4 separate regions of the Zea mays genome follow, and all the other regions are linked to region 4. The links are chromatin contacts, called in public Hi-C maps. All regions are on one chromosome and are shown on one strand. Each heading gives the region's core, a stretch centred on a gene start, on an enhancer-like site or on the middle of the called end of the contact. The rest is flanking DNA. Distances are from core to core; before and after follow the strand shown.

Evidence for each region. Hi-C and Micro-C count contacts between places; a contact is called where the count stands out from the background.
Region 1: a contact with region 4 is called in a Hi-C map of endosperm, with 1.7 times the contacts expected there. The contact joins the promoter of LOC100192546 here to the promoter of LOC100282137 in region 4. A contact is called at or near these places in 2 of 25 Hi-C or Micro-C datasets (endosperm and tassel).
Region 2: a Hi-C map of endosperm shows a contact between it and region 4, with 2.7 times the contacts expected there. The contact joins the promoter of LOC100193311 here to the promoter of LOC100282137 in region 4. A contact is called at or near these places in 4 of 25 Hi-C or Micro-C datasets (bundle sheath, ear, endosperm and 1 more).
Region 3: a contact with region 4 is called in a Hi-C map of endosperm, with 2.1 times the contacts expected there. The contact joins the promoter of LOC103652370 here to the promoter of LOC100282137 in region 4. A contact is called at or near these places in 3 of 25 Hi-C or Micro-C datasets (ear, endosperm and root tip).

What each region holds. Positions count from the first base shown.
Region 1 is chr3:176,087,425-176,091,727 of Zm-B73-REFERENCE-NAM-5.0, forward strand. LOC100192546 reads left to right here and starts at 1,683. Exons shown (of 4, transcript NM_001361515.1): 1 at 1,683-2,103; 2 at 2,474-2,590; 3 at 2,703-2,788; 4 at 2,894-3,113. The coding sequence starts at 1,750. The coding sequence ends at 2,963. It overlaps LOC100501448, which reads right to left. Exons shown (of 9, transcript NM_001362580.1): 8 at 4,100-4,205; 9 at 3,687-4,011. The coding sequence ends at 3,878. It also overlaps the pseudogene LOC112268477.
Region 2 is chr3:176,717,916-176,722,432 of Zm-B73-REFERENCE-NAM-5.0, forward strand. LOC100193311 reads right to left here and starts at 2,495. Exons shown (of 5, transcript NM_001394745.1): 1 at 2,228-2,495; 2 at 1,625-1,756. The coding sequence starts at 1,665.
Region 3 is chr3:176,796,737-176,801,486 of Zm-B73-REFERENCE-NAM-5.0, forward strand. It overlaps LOC103652370 (homeobox-leucine zipper protein HOX10), which reads left to right and starts at 3,106. Exons shown (of 5, transcript XM_008677972.1): 1 at 3,106-3,284. The coding sequence starts at 3,106.
Region 4 is chr3:176,400,351-176,405,151 of Zm-B73-REFERENCE-NAM-5.0, forward strand. It overlaps LOC100282137, which reads right to left and starts at 1,639. Exons shown (of 6, transcript NM_001155049.2): 1 at 1,267-1,639; 2 at 1,136-1,172; 3 at 666-761. The coding sequence starts at 1,303.

The DNA.
Region 1 (4,303 bases), core at 433-2,932, 310 kb before region 4:
TTAAGAGAGAATTGCGTAACAAAGTTGAAGATGATTGGATGAATGATTTGATGGTTTGCTATACAGACAAAGAGATATTCAAATCCCTTGATGATGAGACTATTACTAGAAGATTCCAGCGTCTTAAAACTAGAAGAATGCACTTGCCTCGAGTCATAACTACAAGATTAACAACTTAGTGGTATATTCACTGCACTATTTTCATCAATGTACTTTTCTTGTATTGATGTTCATCTAATATACATCTTTTCTAACTGTAGATTGGATTTTTGTCGGTGATTTTGGTGCCGCACTGCAGATTAAGAGAGAAATTTCGGTATGCATGTTATTATGAAACATTTCTAGTATTATTACTTATCCTCCATATTGTCATCATAAAACTAGTTTTATCTTGTGAGTTGTGATCTAATCTAGTGATTTAGCTTTTATAATGTTGCTCCACCTATAATTTTATCCTGCGTTCGCCACTGGTCTCCACGACCGTCCTGTCATGCGCGCCATCTTTTTCCTCTTATGTTGTCACCACCGCGAACTTCCTCTATAGCCTTGCCTAGTGGCGGATAAGGAACAAACTAAAAGAGGATTGTTTTTCTAGTGACCAGTGTCCGATGCAACAGAAGCTAGTCATTTAGAACATAAACACGGTCTTCAAAATATAGCTTTGACCAATATTTTTGTAAATACAAATAAACTCTTAATATATTTATACTTTTGTAAAAGTGATTTTTAAGATATATATATATGTATATATATATTAGATTTCAAAACTATTATTTATAGTCAAAGTTTTATATGTTTCACTCAAACCTTGTCTAAAACGACATCTTTTTCAGGACCGGAGGGAGTACACAATTGGTGAATGGAAAAAATATCGTTTGAATTTTTTCTCATTAATATGGCTGGAAAAAAATAGATGATGAGATATAGATGATAAAATTTAGAGGTTGCTGCTGCTGAAGGCATGAAAAATATACATGATAGAATCTTTTAAATGGTGATGTGAAAGACTAGAAATATTATCTTAGTGGATAAAATTTTGGAACCCTGCTGGGACAGACTAAGCACGACCATCCCAACAAATGATGCACAACATCCATCTTTCTTTAAAAAAAGCAAAAAGAGCGCGTGACCTACTTTACTAACTGTTTAATTTAAAAGGTTTTTTAAGCTGGTGTCCTCAAATCGTTATATGCCTAAATATTTATTTAAGTTCTTTATATTTTAATTTTTCAAATAACTTCTGAAGTCAACGTGATCCACACCGAAATTTTACTCCCTCCGTTCTAAAACAAATGCATTTACGTGGGTTTCCAGTTGATGACATTCTTTTGGGACAGTTTAGACTTTGGAAACACAAATCACCTTCAGAATTGGCGGGTCTGAATAAACTAAAGTTTCTAAAATAGGCCTTAACAGGATTAATGATCTATGTAACTTTTAATGCATTTTAATATTTTGTTTGGATCTAAAGAAAATTCACGTATCCGTACTGTGTGCGATCTCTGAGTAGAATCTGAATACAGATTGGTAAGTGGTAACACATGTACTCTGCTCTTTCAGTCTTGGGCAGTTCGGCTGACAGACCAACCTACGGCCTGGATTGGAGACTTATCCGCGACCCCTCCTCCCCACTTCAGCTTCAGCGCAAGCCATCTTCCCGCCACAGGCTCAAAAGCAATCAAGCGACTCCTCCCACAGTCCCACTTCCACTCCCACCCACCCACACGCACGGCCGCAGGCAGCAGCACCATGTGGTCGGCAGCAACGGCGGCGGCGGCGCGCGCGGTGTCCGTGTCCCCAGTCCCGGCGCCTTCGCTCCTCAGCGGCCGGCGCGGCGGGTCGCGGGGCGGCCGGGGGTCGGTGTCGGTGCGCAGCACGGTGTGGGACTTCGTGGGCGGCGACCTGGTGCGGCCGGACCTGGGCAAGTGGCTGGACGACGTGGAGAAGCACAAGGCGCTGGCCATCTACCCGCCGCACGAGGGCGGCTACGAGGGCCGCTACCTGAACCGCCTCCGTTACCAGGGCTACTACTTCCTCGACCTCTCCGCGCGGGGGCTCGGCGACCCGGAGACCACGCTCACCAAGGTCCACCCCGTCTGCCCGGTACGTAGCACGCCTTTAGTTTCTTGGGAACGTATCTCGTGCTCACGCGACGTCCGTGCTCATGTGAGCACTTTAAATCGTGAGTGTTCCTTCTTAATCTAACGATCATGCTGCTGGCCAGGAACACTCATCGTTAAGGTGAGAGGACTTAAGTGAATAAAAAGCACTAATCGTTGGATTAAGAAAGAACACTCACGATTTAAAGTGCTCACATGAGCACGGACATCACGTGAGCACGACATACGTTCCCTTCTCTCTTTCTTTGCTTGTTGTTGCTGCTGTGGCTGTGCCGTGTCCTTTCGTCGCGTGCGGGAACCGAGCGGTCGATCGACGAACTGACTCGATTGGAGTGGCGGTGCGGTGACTGCAGCCTAGCCTCGGCAGGCAGCCGGTGGCGCGGTGGTACTTCCCGCCGGAGGTGGACTACAGGCTCAGCCTGCTGCACCCGGACGCCAAAGGCCTCGTCGTCTGGATCATCGAAGCCAAGGTGAGGTGCCTGCTTACATCTACATGCACGCGCCTCCATCGATCGGCACACCACTGACGAGTGCTCTGTTCCTGAACCTCTTCTTCGGGCCTCTCGTCTGGTCTACGTGCAGGTTCTGTCCAAGGCTGAGCTGCAGTTCCTGGCCATGCTCCCGGACATCCGCCCCAAAGTCAGGGTGATCGCAGAATGCGGCAACTGGTACATGCGCTTCCTTCTACCTCCCTCCATGTCTAAATTTCCCACACGGGACCACTTGTGGCTAAGGCCTGATTACGTACGTGTGGCCCTGTTGCACGCGTGCAGGAGAAGCTTTGTTTGGAAGCCACTGAAGCAGATCGCAGGCCTCGAGCCGGACCCGGACGCGGAGGAATGATCAAGCAAGCAGGTCTAGCTAGTTGTCTACCAGACTGGCTACTGCTACTGCTACACTCTCCAATTGCTTCTGGGACATCTCTCCCTGCCATTCCTGCAGCTTTGCACTGAATGAGAGAGGCAATTAATAAAGATATACATACATTTTTTTGGCACGAGTGTCAGAAGAGAAAGAATGCGAACCATGTACAGATTTCCATACATGTGAATAGTTCACGGCCGCGACGCGTTTAGGATTCTCAGAACCCAGGCGCACAGCCGAACACGAGAGCGCAGGCACACGAGATCACTGTCCTCGTCTCCATCGCGTTGTGGATCGGCGACATCATTGCCACCTTGGTCAATGAGCTTGCATTCTTCCTTCACCATTGATGCTCAGGTAAGCTGAATTAAAGAGCGCGCTGAAAAGGGTCCACATTTCGATATTCTTGACGTGTGAGTTGGACACGAAAGAATGGATCGCTTCCGCACGAGTAGAGCGAGGAAGTGCTTTCCCCTCACACAGAAGCAACGAACATAAGATGAATGAATTAACCCAAAAAAAAAACGCATATCAGAAACTAGAACACCACATGTGGATGGGAGGTAAAGAAGTTTCTTCGAGGAGCCTTCTTCAGATTCTTCCCCTATCTTCTAATTTTCTATCCAAAAGAATACAACAGTAACTGTGTCGCTGATAACGGGTCTTGTATGCCACCGTGGTGTCTGGTGTGTATCAAAAACTGGATCTAAGCCCATTCTGGGCATTTCGAGATGTATAACATAAGTTCCCCCAATACTCTACACCGGTGTCTCAAAAAAATTACATGGGGAGCGGTGCCTTTACCTTTTGGAATCCTAAAATACAATCTACAAAGGTGTGTTATCAAATGAAAGAATGGCTGACCATGGCCTTTGAAGAAGGATCACCAACCATTATAGCGTTGATCGAAACGATTCCGTTGCCCTCGGTGATCTGAGCGGGATGCCTTCAGCGGATCTGAGAGGGATTCCTTCAGCTCCATCGTCCTCATGTTTAGGAATCCGGACAGGTAGAGTTGGCGGGAGGCCTGTAAAACCAGAGTGAAAGGTTACAAAAATTTAGTGTGCTTTAGGCACATGTAAAACTACAAAAAAGTGGAGAGCATTATGCCATACCATCAACCATGTCTTTTGTCTTGTGGAGAAGAAACGTCCCCGAAAGAATGGTAACAAAACCACACATCTCTGTTACAATTTGAGTTGGATTTTGACGATCCCAGTCCTGATGCAAGTACTTCAGTTGTCAATAATAATGTTGAAAGTTACAGCAGAAACTATGACAACGGTATGAGAGAATACGGACAACCATGCCCGAAAGCC
Region 2 (4,517 bases), core at 1,245-3,744, 320 kb after region 4:
AAGTGCAATCTCCAGCTCATGTGATCACTGTGATTTACCTAAACTACAAGTTAGCAACACAGATTTTTCAACAGTTCCATGCCAAAATATTTACAAGTATACTGTTGAAATGATCACAACAGTCAGAGGTAACAAAACTATACTCATAGACCTTAGTTTAAAAAGGTAAAAATAAATAGTACTGGTGTTGGTGTTTAACTTCCCTAGAAGATTGCATTGATCTTATATTTATTTAATACTCTGCCTCGGAAGGAGATGAATTCACTGAGATGTGGCAGCATCTGTGAATAGTACTGACTTGTAAGACTAAAACTAAAGCATTCAAAGCACATCTTTTTTAGAGCAAAAACTTGCGGTATCACGTATGTATGTGTGTAAAGTGCTGAATCAAACAAAAGTTGTTTGCCTGTAGAAGAAAAAAGGCTAAAGGAAAAAATACACACCCAGCACTGAGAATTTAAAAGGAGCCAAAGGAAATTAGTGGACTCTGTTATTGTCGAGACCTCTACTTTATTAGTCACATCTTTTGGGAAAGATGGGCATAAATGAAGATGTTTGGTACCTAACCCTCCATATTCTTTGAATACCGTGGAACACGCAACCAAAAAATTGCATCCCAGCTACAGAGAAGAAAGCTTTTTCTTCCCAGTACTAGGGGTAAACATCGTCGAAAAAATTTGGTCCAAAAATATGGACCCTACTTAGATAGCCGAAATCACCGGTAGGGCACACACCAAAACGCGCCATTTTCTACACGCCAAGCACGGCAATTCAACGGTCCGGGGCCAGAGGAGGCACCAAGCAGCAGCAGTAGCTGACCTGCTCAACGTGGCCGAGGAGCGTCACTTAGGCAGCTTTACGGCATTTAAAATAGGGCTGCTGTCACAAGGTGCAGTCTTTGGGGTCAAAACAGCAGGACGAACACATGGATGGCCACCGACGCCAGGCTGCGCGCTTTACGGCAGAAGAAACGGCCGAGCTCGAAGCAAAATCTTTGTTGATTGTTATTAGAATCCAGATATGGGATACAAAATCACCACACCAGAGAGTAACTTTCGGCCAGGAGAACCGTGAAAATCCCGACGAGTGTGAGGATGGGCAGATTTACAAGTTTGAAACGCATCGTCGGCGAACCATCAGCATCCATGCATATCATGGGCTGGGAGAAGGGGCAAAGTTCTTGCTAGTTTCTCTGACGGACTGGTAGAAGATGTCATAAAAGCATAACCACCACTGCCAGCACCACCTACCAAATAGAGGGGGCGGAGCATGGTGAACGGAACAGCGACCAGAAGGGAAGGGACGGCATCTTGTACAAAGGTACATGGTAGTAGTACCGCAACACTCACTGCTGCAAGATTGCATGATAAGAATGGAGGATGGCACCACCACACCCCAGACACAGGCATCAATACGAGCTTAGATGCAAATCAATACAGCACGCAGCACATGACCGCACATGGTAAAGCAAATGGCGCATCTGAGACTGAACCTGGATTAGCACGCTATCGCTATCCACACCGAGCAGAACCCCAGCACAAAAGCGTGAGCAGCAAGCGGGCTGAGGTGAGTGAAGAGGTAGGGGAAGGGGAGGGTAGATCGAGACTGGACAGTGAGATCTTACGCTGCCCCGGTCGGCCTGTACCGGGCCTCCAAGGAACCCATGCGCTTAATCTCCAGGATCCTTCTCGGCGCTAACCCCCACGAAGGCTCAGTCCGACCACGCTTCCACCGCCCAGGTTGCGCCGCTTCTCATCTGCAATAGAGACAAGGAACACGTCAGGATCCGCTAGCTTTCGCGGTTCATTAAAAGCAAGCAAACAAGAAGATGCCCGGATGACACACAAGGGCAGACACAACAGAAGCAGAAACCTTCGTTAGACGAAGCATGAAGGGCATGAATGGGAGCAAGTCGGTTAAAAGGGAGCAACGACGCGAGGTAAAGCTGCGAACCGGAATCTACCGAAAAAGAAGGCAACAAATCAAGCAAGAAACAAGGGAGGGGAAAAAAGGAGGTAAATCTGCTGCAGGAAGGGAGCGAATGAACGCCAAATCGAGCAAATGGTGGTTCCACTTCCACACACACACCCCACCACCACCATACCACCAGAGCAAAAAGAACCCCGAAAACACCAAGAACAGATCAAGCGCCTCCCAGCAAGAACGCATCGGAAGAATATGAAAGCGCGGTAAGAACCGGTGGCGGCATAGGCAGCGTGGCGCGTACCCGGAAGGCAGCCGACGGGAGGGCGGGCAAGCGGGCGGAGGCGGCGAGGGCTTCAATGGCGAGAGCAACGGGCGGCAGCAGGAGCGGTGGGACGCAGGCAGTCGGTGGAGGTGAGAGGCGGCGGCCGAGTGGGGCTCCGGTTGGTCCTCGGTCCTTCCTCCCCTCTCTTCTACAGAGCTCTGGGTGGGCTTGAAGAGCGGAGCAGGAGAGGAGTTGTATATATAGCGAAGATATATACCCCGCTGCAAAAAAGCAAAGGCCGAGCTGGTTTAAGCAAAGCAAGCACATGAAAATGGGAAGCGCGCGGCTGGTTAAATAACCCGTTTCCTCAGGTGGGCCCTCGTCGCGTACGGTCGCGGACAAATCTTTTGGCCCTAGAGGGGCCCGGCCATCCGGGGGCACGGTGATTAGCGGAGTCGGTGACGGTGAGGATGGTTAGCCACCAAAGCAGTGGAAGCTGGTTGATGCCTGACGAAAAAGCCATACCGCATTCTTAGATTACGATATGACGAAAGCTGGCTTTGCAGTAGTAAAAACGAAAGATACATGGATCAATGCACTAGCAAAGAATGCGTGGCTTGTGTTTTTAGTTTTCAGTTAGACCTCTTTTGGATTAAAGGATAATTTTTCCTCATCCTATGTTTTTTGAACTATGTTACTCCTATAAAATTCCTACGTTCCAAAAAGATCTCGTGTTTGTTTGTACAAACCGTCCCGTCGCATGCCTAGAATGGCAAAGGCAGTGTGTGAATCTGCTGAGCAGCTAGTAACTTCTTCTCGGTTTATGGAGTTACACTCGTCTGTCATACAAAGACTGCAGTTCTAATATACAAAGGAGAAACCGAAGCTCTAGCAAAATTACAAAAAATAGACCTATACAAGATCGGTCCACGTTGTGGTTAGTTTAGTCTTCAGTGGAGCCCGACTAAAAAAAAATCACGAACCAGCCTTCCCCACTGCCGACGCCCGACGGCGTCACGTGCATCCTCCGAGCTGCCGCGCTCACCCATCTAGGATGAAATGTCGAAACGATAAAAAAACAGCTAAATTGTTTTTGTTTTCATATCTTTTTGTTGGGAAGAAAACGAAAATCAACAGTCGAAATACGGAATCGGAATTATCGGTTATTCGAAAACGATCGAAAACGATAAAATATAGTCAAAAAATAACTATTTTGTAGTTTTAACAAAAACATAATAAAGTGATGTATTGCCTAATTTTTAAGATTTAGAAATACACAAACAACTCTTTTTCCATCATTCATATTAGTTAGAGTAATTATAACATTTGTTTTTCGCTTATTCATTCACTTGAACACAATAAAAATCTATAACTTAAATAAATTATATGCTAGATCTATCTCATATTATATAAAACGGTAGAAAACGGTATTAGCACGACCCGGAAACGAAAAATACGAAAACAGTCAAAAAACTAGCTAAATCGTTTTTTACCGTTTCTAATCGGTTTTCGAACAATTCGAAAATGATCGGGGAAAAATAGTATTCGATACGGGATGATACGGGAATTTTTCGTCTCGTTTTCATCCCTTGACCCATCGGCCATCGCGCCGGGCCGCCGCCTAAGCGCCCTTTGCTGTGCGCCGGGTAGAGTGATAATGAATGGTGATCTAAAAAATTTTTCACATATTGTTAAGATTTGTCGGGGACCATAATTAGGGGTACACTCATGGCTCCTAAATCTTAGCTGGTAACCTCCATCAGCACAAAGCTGCAAAGGTCTGATGGGTGCGATTAAGTCAAGGATCGGTCCATTCAAGGGACGCGATCGCGCCTCGCCCGAGCCCAGCCTCGGGCAAGGGCAGCCGACCCTGGAGGATCTACGTCTCGCCCGAGGACCCCCTCCAGCAACGGACACGCTTTCGGCTCGCCCGAGGCCCAGTCTTCACCAAGAAGCAACCTTGGCCAAATCGTCACGCCAACCGACCAAATCGCAGGGGCATTCAATGCAAAGGTGGCCTGACACCTTTATCCTGACGCACGCCCTCTAGTCTACAGAGCCGAAGTGACCGCAGTCACTTCGCCGCTCCACTGACCGGTCTGACAAGAGGACAGCACCGCCTGCGCCGCCCCGACTGCTGCGCCACTCGACAGAGTGAGGCTGACAGCGGCTAAGTCAGGCCTCAGGCGTCATAGGAAACTCCGCCTCGCCCGACCCCAGGGCTCGGACACGGGCTCAGCCCCGGAAGACGACGAACTCCGCTCCGCCCGACCCCAGGGCTCGGACACGGGCTCAGCCCCGGAAGACGACGAACTCCGCTCCGCCCGAC
Region 3 (4,750 bases), core at 1,856-4,355, 400 kb after region 4:
GTTTTAAATGTTCGAGTTCGTAAGAAAGAGATTTGAGGCCCTGAGGGCACCTTTGGAACGGAGGACATTTTTTTTCTGTTTCCTGCATTTTTAATGTAAAATGAACTGACTCTTGTGAAATTCTTGTACTGTTCCACTGAAATTCCTGCATTCCAGAGTAGCTCTAAAACTAAAGTCCCTACCAAAGGAGACTAAAATCCACTTCTCTATTAGAGCATCTCCAAGAGTAACTCCTATAATTAGGGTCTCAAAAGCTATTTTATGATCTTAACTCCTATATTTGAATATAGGACAAAGTCCTCTCTTGGAGATGCTTAGTGTCTTAGTGATAGCTGCAAGTCAATTGGAGAACAAGATCCAACCGACCGATATTTCGTACATGTTCGGGTGGCAGTTTTTTTTACTCACGTCGTCACCAACCCTGATGAACTACTGGTAATACTTCTCTTTTATCGAAATAGTTGAAATTTTAAACTTTTAGACATCTTGTTTGACTGTTCATCTTATTAAAAAACCATTGTTTATTTTTATGACTTATTTATTTTTATTATTTTTTAAAAAAATGAATAAGGCAAATGATCAAATATGGCATCTACAAGTAAAAGGAAAATGTTAATTATTTTAGGACGAACAAGACTATATGCCAATAAGCTTAGTACTCCCTCAGCCCTAAAATAAAATTTGTTTTACTTTTTAGTTGATTCATACAATAATCAATATATTTGTTTTATATATGTGTCTAGATTTATTATCATTCATTTGAACATAGACCTAAAAATAAAGAGCTAAAATGAATAATATTTTGGAACGGAGGCATTAGTTTATTTCCACTTTAAGGCTTATTCTGTTAGGCTTTGTTTGGGTAATCTATTATTGACCACAATCCATATGTGTTGAAGTGGATTATGGTGTAAATTAGTTTATTTTACACTTCAATCGATCTCAACACATGTAGATTGGAGTTAATACATCCAAACTAGCCCTTAAGGCCCTGTTCGGCAGCCCAGGATCCAAGCCAGGTCAGTAACAAAGCCAGCCTAGGATCGAGTGAATCATGGGTCGTCACTCATTCCTGTCACCAGCCCGTTTTTAGATCCGGATCCAGTCCGGAAGGTAGGTCACCTGGGCTCGTTCCAGGCCGAGGATTAAGGGATGGGAATTAAAATCAGGCGGGTTTGTTTCTAGCCCAAATCAAAACGAACAACTCTAGGAGACTGGACCAAATTTTAAACTGGGCTGATTCGTTCATGCCGAAATGAGGTAGGGAATGAGCTTATCCAGCCAAAACGAACGAGGCCTAAGGGTAAATTGGAGGGGATTAAATCTCCTCTCATACAAAATTTGTATGGGAGGGAATTAAATCTCCTCCAACGTATCCTCTCAATCCACCTCAAACCGAACAAGTAGGGGAATTGAAAAGGATTAATTGTATATGAGGGAATTTAATTATCTCAAATCCTCCTCAGTCCCCATCGAAGAAGCGAAAATATTAGCGGATAGTGGTAGTAGTGGGCGCAGATGTTCACGTCACATTTGGCACGCCGATTGGCAGCTTATTGCCGGAATCTAGCTAGCTAGCCTAAAGTTTGGCCGTGCTGGAAGCGCGACACTGGACCAAACCTGGAATATATACCTGGTTTGGGAGCGGAGACTCTTGTCTGGTCAGTGGTGTGTAACCACTGATTAATCCGGCGATGATGTGGCGTGCATGCGTTCTGCCGTCGCGAGGCGAGGGTACCATAGCAAGAGGATAATGCGTTGGGCAGGGGCAGGCACAGCCACAGGAGGATAAGGATAATGTGATCAGCTGGTTAGATTAGGAATCTGCTTACTCGTGTCGGTATGCAGCAGTGTGCATCTTCTCTCCTCCACCCTACTAAGCCCCCAAATTCCTGTTCAAATTAAATGTAATCAACCAGTTAACCATCAAGGCTTGTACGTGTCGTGAGCGTACATGTCGTTCTGGTTTTTTGCTGCGAACGAACGAAGCACCCGGGTCAGCTGGCACTGCACCAAACAATATTTGGCCTTGGAAGTGGAAACAGTAGTAGGTGCGTTGACCTGGCCGAAATGTGCCGAGCACGTGCCTGCTTCGCTGAATTCACCGAGCGGTGTTGGTTTGGTGTGGACGGTTTGACTCGATGCCTTTCGTGGGGTGTCAGGGGCCAACTCTGACCGTGCTTATCGAACACACAATTAATGCGGTGATATAGGAGGCGCGTATATATATGCGTTGGCGTTGAAGTGTGTGGATTGTGGCTGCTAGCTCCAATTAGTAGGCCGCGTTAGGCCGAAACTAACCGGACAAGCAAGGCGAAGAAGAAAGAAAAAATACGTGGCGACGCCGACGCGAAGTTGACTGACCCCCTCGGCCCTCGGCATGCATGTCACAGTTCGCACGTAACTGGTCTATGGCTCACCAGCCAGGACTCTTCGGTGTCTATTCGTCTCAAAACTGGTGAAGTGGGGTTGCGTTCATCCGGAGACGGGACCGAGCTGAACCCCACGGGCCTCCGTCGAAATCGCAGGCACTGTTGGCATGTAGCAATCGCCACGCTCTTCTGTGGATGCCTTAGGGCATGTACAATGGTGTTTAATGTGGAGACTCTTAATGTGTTTAAGGGGTGTATTTGCAAAAAAATCTTAGAGCGATCTCTCCGTGAAGAGACGCCTCTGGCTCGTAAACCAAGTAGTAACAGACACCTCACTTCCTATCGTACGAATTTGTCGTCTGTTCTATCGATCTGCTGTTGTACAAATGCATTTAATTTTGTATTTATTAGTAGACTGCATTTATAGACACTCCATTGTATAATAGAGTCTCTTAGTTGTCTCTTGTGCTTGGAGAACCGTTTTGATGTCTCTCCACTGTACATGCCCTTATATCCGCTCTTGGTTCTGGCTCGTTTTCCAGGTGGCGTGCACCGACGTAGGTGCTCCCACTCGCACCCGGTACCCGGCTAGCAGGTGAGGTGACCCACACACGCACCCTGGCCTGGGCACCGACGCACGCAGGTTCAAAATATTCTCGGCTGGCTCCCGTCCGTCTGACTCTGCCCTGCCTGGAGGATCCGCTGTCGCCTGGGCACGCGCGGACGGGCACCCATGCCGCGCACGGAAATCTGTGAAGAAACGCGCTTCCCCGTGCCTTCGAGGAAGAGCTGGAGTGAGCTGCACCTGCACGGGGTCAGCCCAGCCGTGCCAGCCATCCACATGGTGTCGCAGTCACGCACCCGTGGCGAGGTCATCAGGGAGTCCGCGTCAGACACGGGTCAGGGAAGAAGGTCTCTATCTGTCTCTCAATCGTACCGCCATTCACGCCAGACGTAAATGGACGGAGAGTTGAGCACGGCAGGAAAACGACCTTTTCAAGTAGAGTAGCTAGTACTGGCAGAAGCAGATCCTGATGGTGTCAATCGGCCTATTCACTTGGTCACCACGTACTGTATATAGGAGCCGCTCTCTTTCTCCACAGCAGACCGTTGAGTAAAGACGACGAGGAAGTTCATCGAGTGCGGCCGGCCGCGACATGGCAAAATCTGGTGCCGCACATCGCAACGCAGTTTAGTACGTTGTTGCTTCTCATCAAATCTCAAACGCTGCTCGGCTGCTGTACTGTACTGCGAGCCATGGTGCTGACAAAATCGCCTTCCGTGTGCTTCTTCCATCCCCATCAGACTCTCCTCTCACTCTGCCGCGGAGCGATAAGAACGCGCGGCCAATTTTCTAGTCGATGCCAGCGGAGCCGTGCTCGTCGTTTCCATCCTCGGCTGTCACATGCATCCATCCACGACCACGCGAGAGGAATCCAATCTAGCCAGAGCCAGCTTTGTTCCATATATGATGTGGATCGCGTGTCCCGTTCGTATTCCAATCAGTCGGGACGGCTGCAAGAAATTGCCCCGCGCGCTCGTCATGGCTGGGGGACACCAAATCATAGGCTTGGTGTCTACTCCCCCATCCTGCTGATCTCCGTGGCAAAGCCATGCATTGTTTGATTGCGTCCACGGTATAGAGCAAGAGCATTATCACCACCTGCAATTATAGTTCTGAAGAAACAGTTCAGTTCCGTCATGGGTTCCACGCGCGCTGGCTGCATATATAACAGCCACGATTTCCGATCTCGGACATACAGTCATACACGCTTCTGTTCCCTTGCGGCGGAGATTGTCCTAACCGTTTGACGCTCGTAATAACCGTGTTAACTAGTTTGGTATGCAGAGCCACAAATCAATAGTACACTGTGCGACGATTTCGGATATCTCCAGACACCCAGGCGGGGGAGGGCTCTGTCCGGCCGACCGTGTCGTTAGTATTGCCAGATGGATCACGAGCGCTGATAGCGCATTATGCCGATCGTATCTGCGCCTGAGCCGCAGCCGGATTCATCAGTGCTACTATATTCTAAAAAATGCTGGCCCTCAGCTCGTTTTAATTAATGTCCTTCTCGCTCACTGAACAAGCGCCGCAGCGCAGCGCAGATAAACAAAGCCATCCGTGCGATCTGATCTGACCCCCGCGCCATGCACGTCCAGATTCCATCTGTGGCGCGCGCTAGCACTAGCAGCGCGATATGACCGGGATGCCAACCTGTGTGATGTTTTATTTGCATTGTGCTTGAGTACGTCCGACCGGGAGTGGGAGGAGTCTGATCGATGCCCTGTCCCGCGGAGGACACAGTCACAGAGCTGGCCAAGCTATCAGAAGTACAATAATGAACTCGACACATAAAGAAGTAAAGTGAATAGAC
Region 4 (4,801 bases), core at 389-2,888:
CTAGAAGATCTCATGATATGATTCATGTACGTGAGTTGTATGGATAAAACCGTGGTAGTGCTAGAGACTGTCTTTTTTTTTGCACTTACGTCGTTAATACCTTTTAAGATATTTATGTGGATGCCCTGACCAGAATCGTCCGTCATCATAATAACCAAAAAGAAAAAAAAAAGCGTCAAGACTTTTTTTGTTTGGAGGTACGAACACTTGAACGTGACGCTGCATGTGCGGGCTCAAGGGCCGCGAGGCCCACAGGTCGTCATCTCCGTCCTGGCAATGCCAACAGGTAGGCTCTGCTCCCACGGGCAGTGGTGCAGTGCAATAAGCTTTTCCCCCTTCATTGCAGTCGTTGTCACAGACTTACAGTGCTAGCGTCTAGCGAGTGGGTCCACGGGTAGTACTCTATCTACAGGACAGGCCGGGTTGGGCAGAGGCTACGCTAGGAGCCAAGCGTTTGCTTCACCCAGGCCAGCAAACCATGCAGCATTTCCGAAATCTAAGTAAAACAAACTACACCACCACGCCGGTTTTACTGCTTTACGGCCACTCCATAAATCTGCGATGCGATTTAATTTTCTGAAGAGACAGAAACAGAAATGGTGTGGAGTGCTCATCAAAAGGCCGTGTCTCTCAGGGAGAGAGAGAGAGAGAGAGCGGTTCGTTACCAAGCCGATAGGAGGCAGTTGAGCAGCGTCATGTTGTAGGGCACGCCGGAGAAGTCCTCCGTCGACCGCTTCCTGATGACCCTCCAGAAGGTGACACTGCAAAGAGATTTCTCACCCGTCAGAGGAACACACGCACTGCGCTGCTGCCCCTGAAGGCTGCTGAGGCAAGACGCAAGAAAAAAGGTGCGGCGTGGTTGGGAAGAAGAAGCATTTCGGATGGGGAAAAGCTACTTGCTTTTTTTAGAAAAAAATTATATATGTATGAAATTTCAGTGTTTCGCTGGAAAGGATTGAACCTAAAAGATGCTATAGCCTTTCTCTCCACACTGATTCTCCCCATGTTCTAGTCTTTGTCATATAGTAGAAGTAAGTACTATATCATTGCTTCTCTGTTTTCGATTTTTTTTTTAAAGCATGGACGCGGGCAGTGAGGAACAGAAGGATTCAGGTACGTGGAATCAAAAACTTACACAGGCGACAGGAAGAGGAAGAGCGCAATGACATTCCCTGGGGAGACAGATCTAACAGAGATTAGGCGAGGCAAGAAGAAGACCATCAGGTAGGCATGCAGCAGAGGCAGGAATGGCATGGTGATACTGACCAGAAACTCCGAAGAAGAACCTGGCGATATGCTCCATCTCTTCCGCTTCGCGCTTATCGCTGTGCGGAACCCTCGGCTGTGCTGGCCTGGAACCCGAACGGAGCAGAGGGGGTAGTGAGTGGACTGGACTCCTTTCCTCCACGGTCTAGGCCGGGAGCGCACCCACACCCAACGAGCAGTTAGCTAGTAGCTCTCAAGTCTGAATGGCTGAGCGCAACACACAGCAGCCAAGCCAACGAGCCTGTGTACGGGCGGTGTCTTTGTGCCTGTGTGTCACCCGGTGCAGCAGGGAACGAGCGGTGTGGCTAATATATAAGGAGCAGAGGATTGTGATCTTGGGAGGTAAGGGGTAGGACCGGTGGAGAAGAGAGCCTGTTCGGACGGAAGCCCATACGTTCTTATCTTCTTCTTAGCTTGTTAGTCAAAGTATAGATGGCCATTTGGCACTAACACGATGGGCCGGCCCAGGCACGGCACGAAAAAGCACGGTCCAGGCACGACCCGGTCCGGTTAGTATAGTGCCAGTGCCTGGCACGGCACGGCTATAGTGCCGTGCCTGGGCCACTATCTCGACCCGTAGTGCTGGCACGGGCACGACACAGTTACATTTTTTATTTTAAAAATAATAGTTTACATATATTAAGTATAAGAATTCAACATATAACACAATAAAACTGCAGTTGCACTGGTTAGATGGATGCGTTTAAGTCTCTTGCTCACTAGGTTGTGAGTTCGAACCCTCACAACTACACATTTTTTGCTAAATTCTACAATATACTCAGATGGGCCATAGTGCCACCGGGCCGGCCCGGCACGACTAACAGACTCACGGGCCGTGCCTGGACCGGCCCATCTGGACACGGCACGGTTCACTAGCCGGGCCTGGCGGGCCGTGCCGCCGTCGGGCCGTGCCGGGTCGGGCCGTGCCGGCCCGTTTGGCCATCTATAAGTCAAAGTGCCTGAAAACTGCCATTGCCGCGCGCCCGCGCCTGTGGTAAATACGTACGTTAAGACAGGCAAGCTACACACAGCTTTCTTCCGGTACGGGCGGGCGTACGTACGGCGACGTGTACAAGCATGCATTATGCGTACGTGTCTCTGCAGCACTCGTTTGCTCCGATCATGCATGAGTCGGAGTCCTGAATCCTGATGCACTGGTGGCTTGGCACACGCAACGGAACGGAAATCTTGCGAAGCTGCTGAGCAGCAGAATTCGCGTCTCTGCTGTGCCGAGGCCTGCGGGCCCGCCATGCATGTGGCTACCCAGTACCACTTCCCTAGTTCCCTACCAGGCCTCAGTGCCTCACGGGACAAACAGATCCCATGGCCGGCACAAACTGACCGCTGACGAAATGGCTTTCCACAGATCCTGCCGAGCACGTACGAGACGTACCGATCACGGGAGGATCCTCGTTACGCAGGCATACGATCGGTGGCGCCGTGGAACGTTGTAGCGTCCGGCGCCTCGGCGGCGGTGGCAACGGAGTGGAGGAGCCGCGTGGCTGGAGGCAGTCAGCGAGGAAGGCGACGACGACGAGAGTCGCCGCCGGCGCAATTCACGGCCGTCACGTCCCAGCGTTTTGCTTGCCGATCCAGTCCCCTGGTCCTGGTCGCAGCGTATGCGTACGCAGCAGCGCGGCGGCGGGCGGCGCGTCTGCGCGTGTCCTCCCCCGATCCGTCCGGGTCCTCAACGCTCCCGGCAAGTCGGCAACAAGGTGTGCACCGCACGCCACTGCAATCCGGACCTGGAGTGTCGATGCGTCGACAACAGTGCAGGCTCTCGCGTTCCACTCCACCCTATCGCTTGGGAGTTGGAGGGGGAGCTCAACGACAACGAGAGCGGCGGCGCACTGGTCTGGCCGTCTGGGACGGTGAAGGGCTAGTGATGCTCAGGCCTCAGGGCTCAGGCCAGGCATGCATGTGAGCGTGCGGCGCAGGAAAGAGGTCACTTGTCGCCTTTGCATCCGCCATCTCCTGCGTAGGCGTAGCGTGCATATGCGTATCCCTGCCAGCCATCCCGTGCCCAGCGAGCGCTCTCGCCTTTGGCAAAAGTGGTCGGACACGGTGACGCATCTGTGCCCGGTCGAATGCATGCCCACAGAACATATGCGTTCCACAAGGAATGCGGTGCCCTGCCCTGTCGCGGCCGTGCCTCTGCTCCTAGTAGCCCTCCTACACACGCGTTTGCCTGGACCCGGGGACAGTTCGACTCGCCAACCTACTAGTACCTCTCAAGAGAAACAACGACCCACACCACCACGCCTGTGTCTTTTGCATTGGAGAGGATAACGATCACACAGACAGTGTCCAGGGCACCGATTAAGGGTACGCCTAGCCTAGCACACATCTGCGACCAGTAGCCATCCGTCAGCTTTGTTCTTATCCTTCATCCGTCTTTGGCGCGATACATGTTCAGGTCAGGCGGGAACCACTGCATGCGCGCGCTAGCTGGTCCAAACCAGCGACTGTGCTGAGCACGGCCGCGGAATGGTAGAGTAGAGGAGGCCACAGTCAGCATTCTTGATGTACCGGAGCTTGGAGCCCCCACTCATCAAAGGCTAATCGGAATCTGGCTACCGCCGTCTCAGTGTGCAGCGAGCGCTGCGCAGCAGGATCGATCGTTTTCAGCTCCTGTCCAAAGGCCGCTACGCACAATCATTTCGTCCTTCAAACGCGTCTGTCTCGTCGATTAAACTCCCGTTCCGTTTGGCACTTCGGCAAGACCCTCTCGACTCTCAGTCTCCGGCTTGCTGCGGTTTCTTACAAGCAGCAAAGGGCCCTGTCGAAAGGCCATCAATCAAAAGACACTAGCTACGACAGTGATTTTGCAAGTAGCTGGGTCGTAAATTACGTGGCGTCTTCTGGTTTCCCTCTCATAGAATAGACCTAACACAAACCTCCACTCCATGGATGAGATGAGACCAGGACCGTACCATCGGCCGCGCGCGAATCCAGAATACTAATCTACTAGAACGATAAGATGCCGCCCGCCAGTACATACGTGCATCGATCGCTTGTGTGCCCGGCCCGGACAAAAGCCAGGGGGGGGGGGTTCATCGATCGCGGTCCATCTGATGGCGCTCTGCGTTGGCGGCATGCAGCCAAACCAGGGACGGGCGACGACGGTGTGCGTCACTGCGTCAGTGCGTGCGCGGCGGTGGGGATGGCTGGCTGGTCGCTGGACATGTATCGTCGGATATACATCATGTGTGGCATCGTAATGCTGCACGCCTTGCCAACCCAGCGATTCGACGTCTTATCCTCCACATGCGATGCACAGAGAGGCTCGCATCGCATCGCATTGCATTGCATTGCAGGCCCAGACGGATAGCCTTTCGGTTTTGTTTGGCTCTCTCCGTGGCATATGTGCGTTTGATTGATGGATGCAAAAGGGTCGTGTCATGCAGTTCGGCGTGTCTTTCAGCGCTTTATTCCCCCCACCTTGCATAAACAAGGCTGTCGCTCTGAAAAGGAATGGCCTTTTGTTCGGACCAGATATTTTTTTTCCTTCGTCGGGGATAGCGGGATCCCCTAA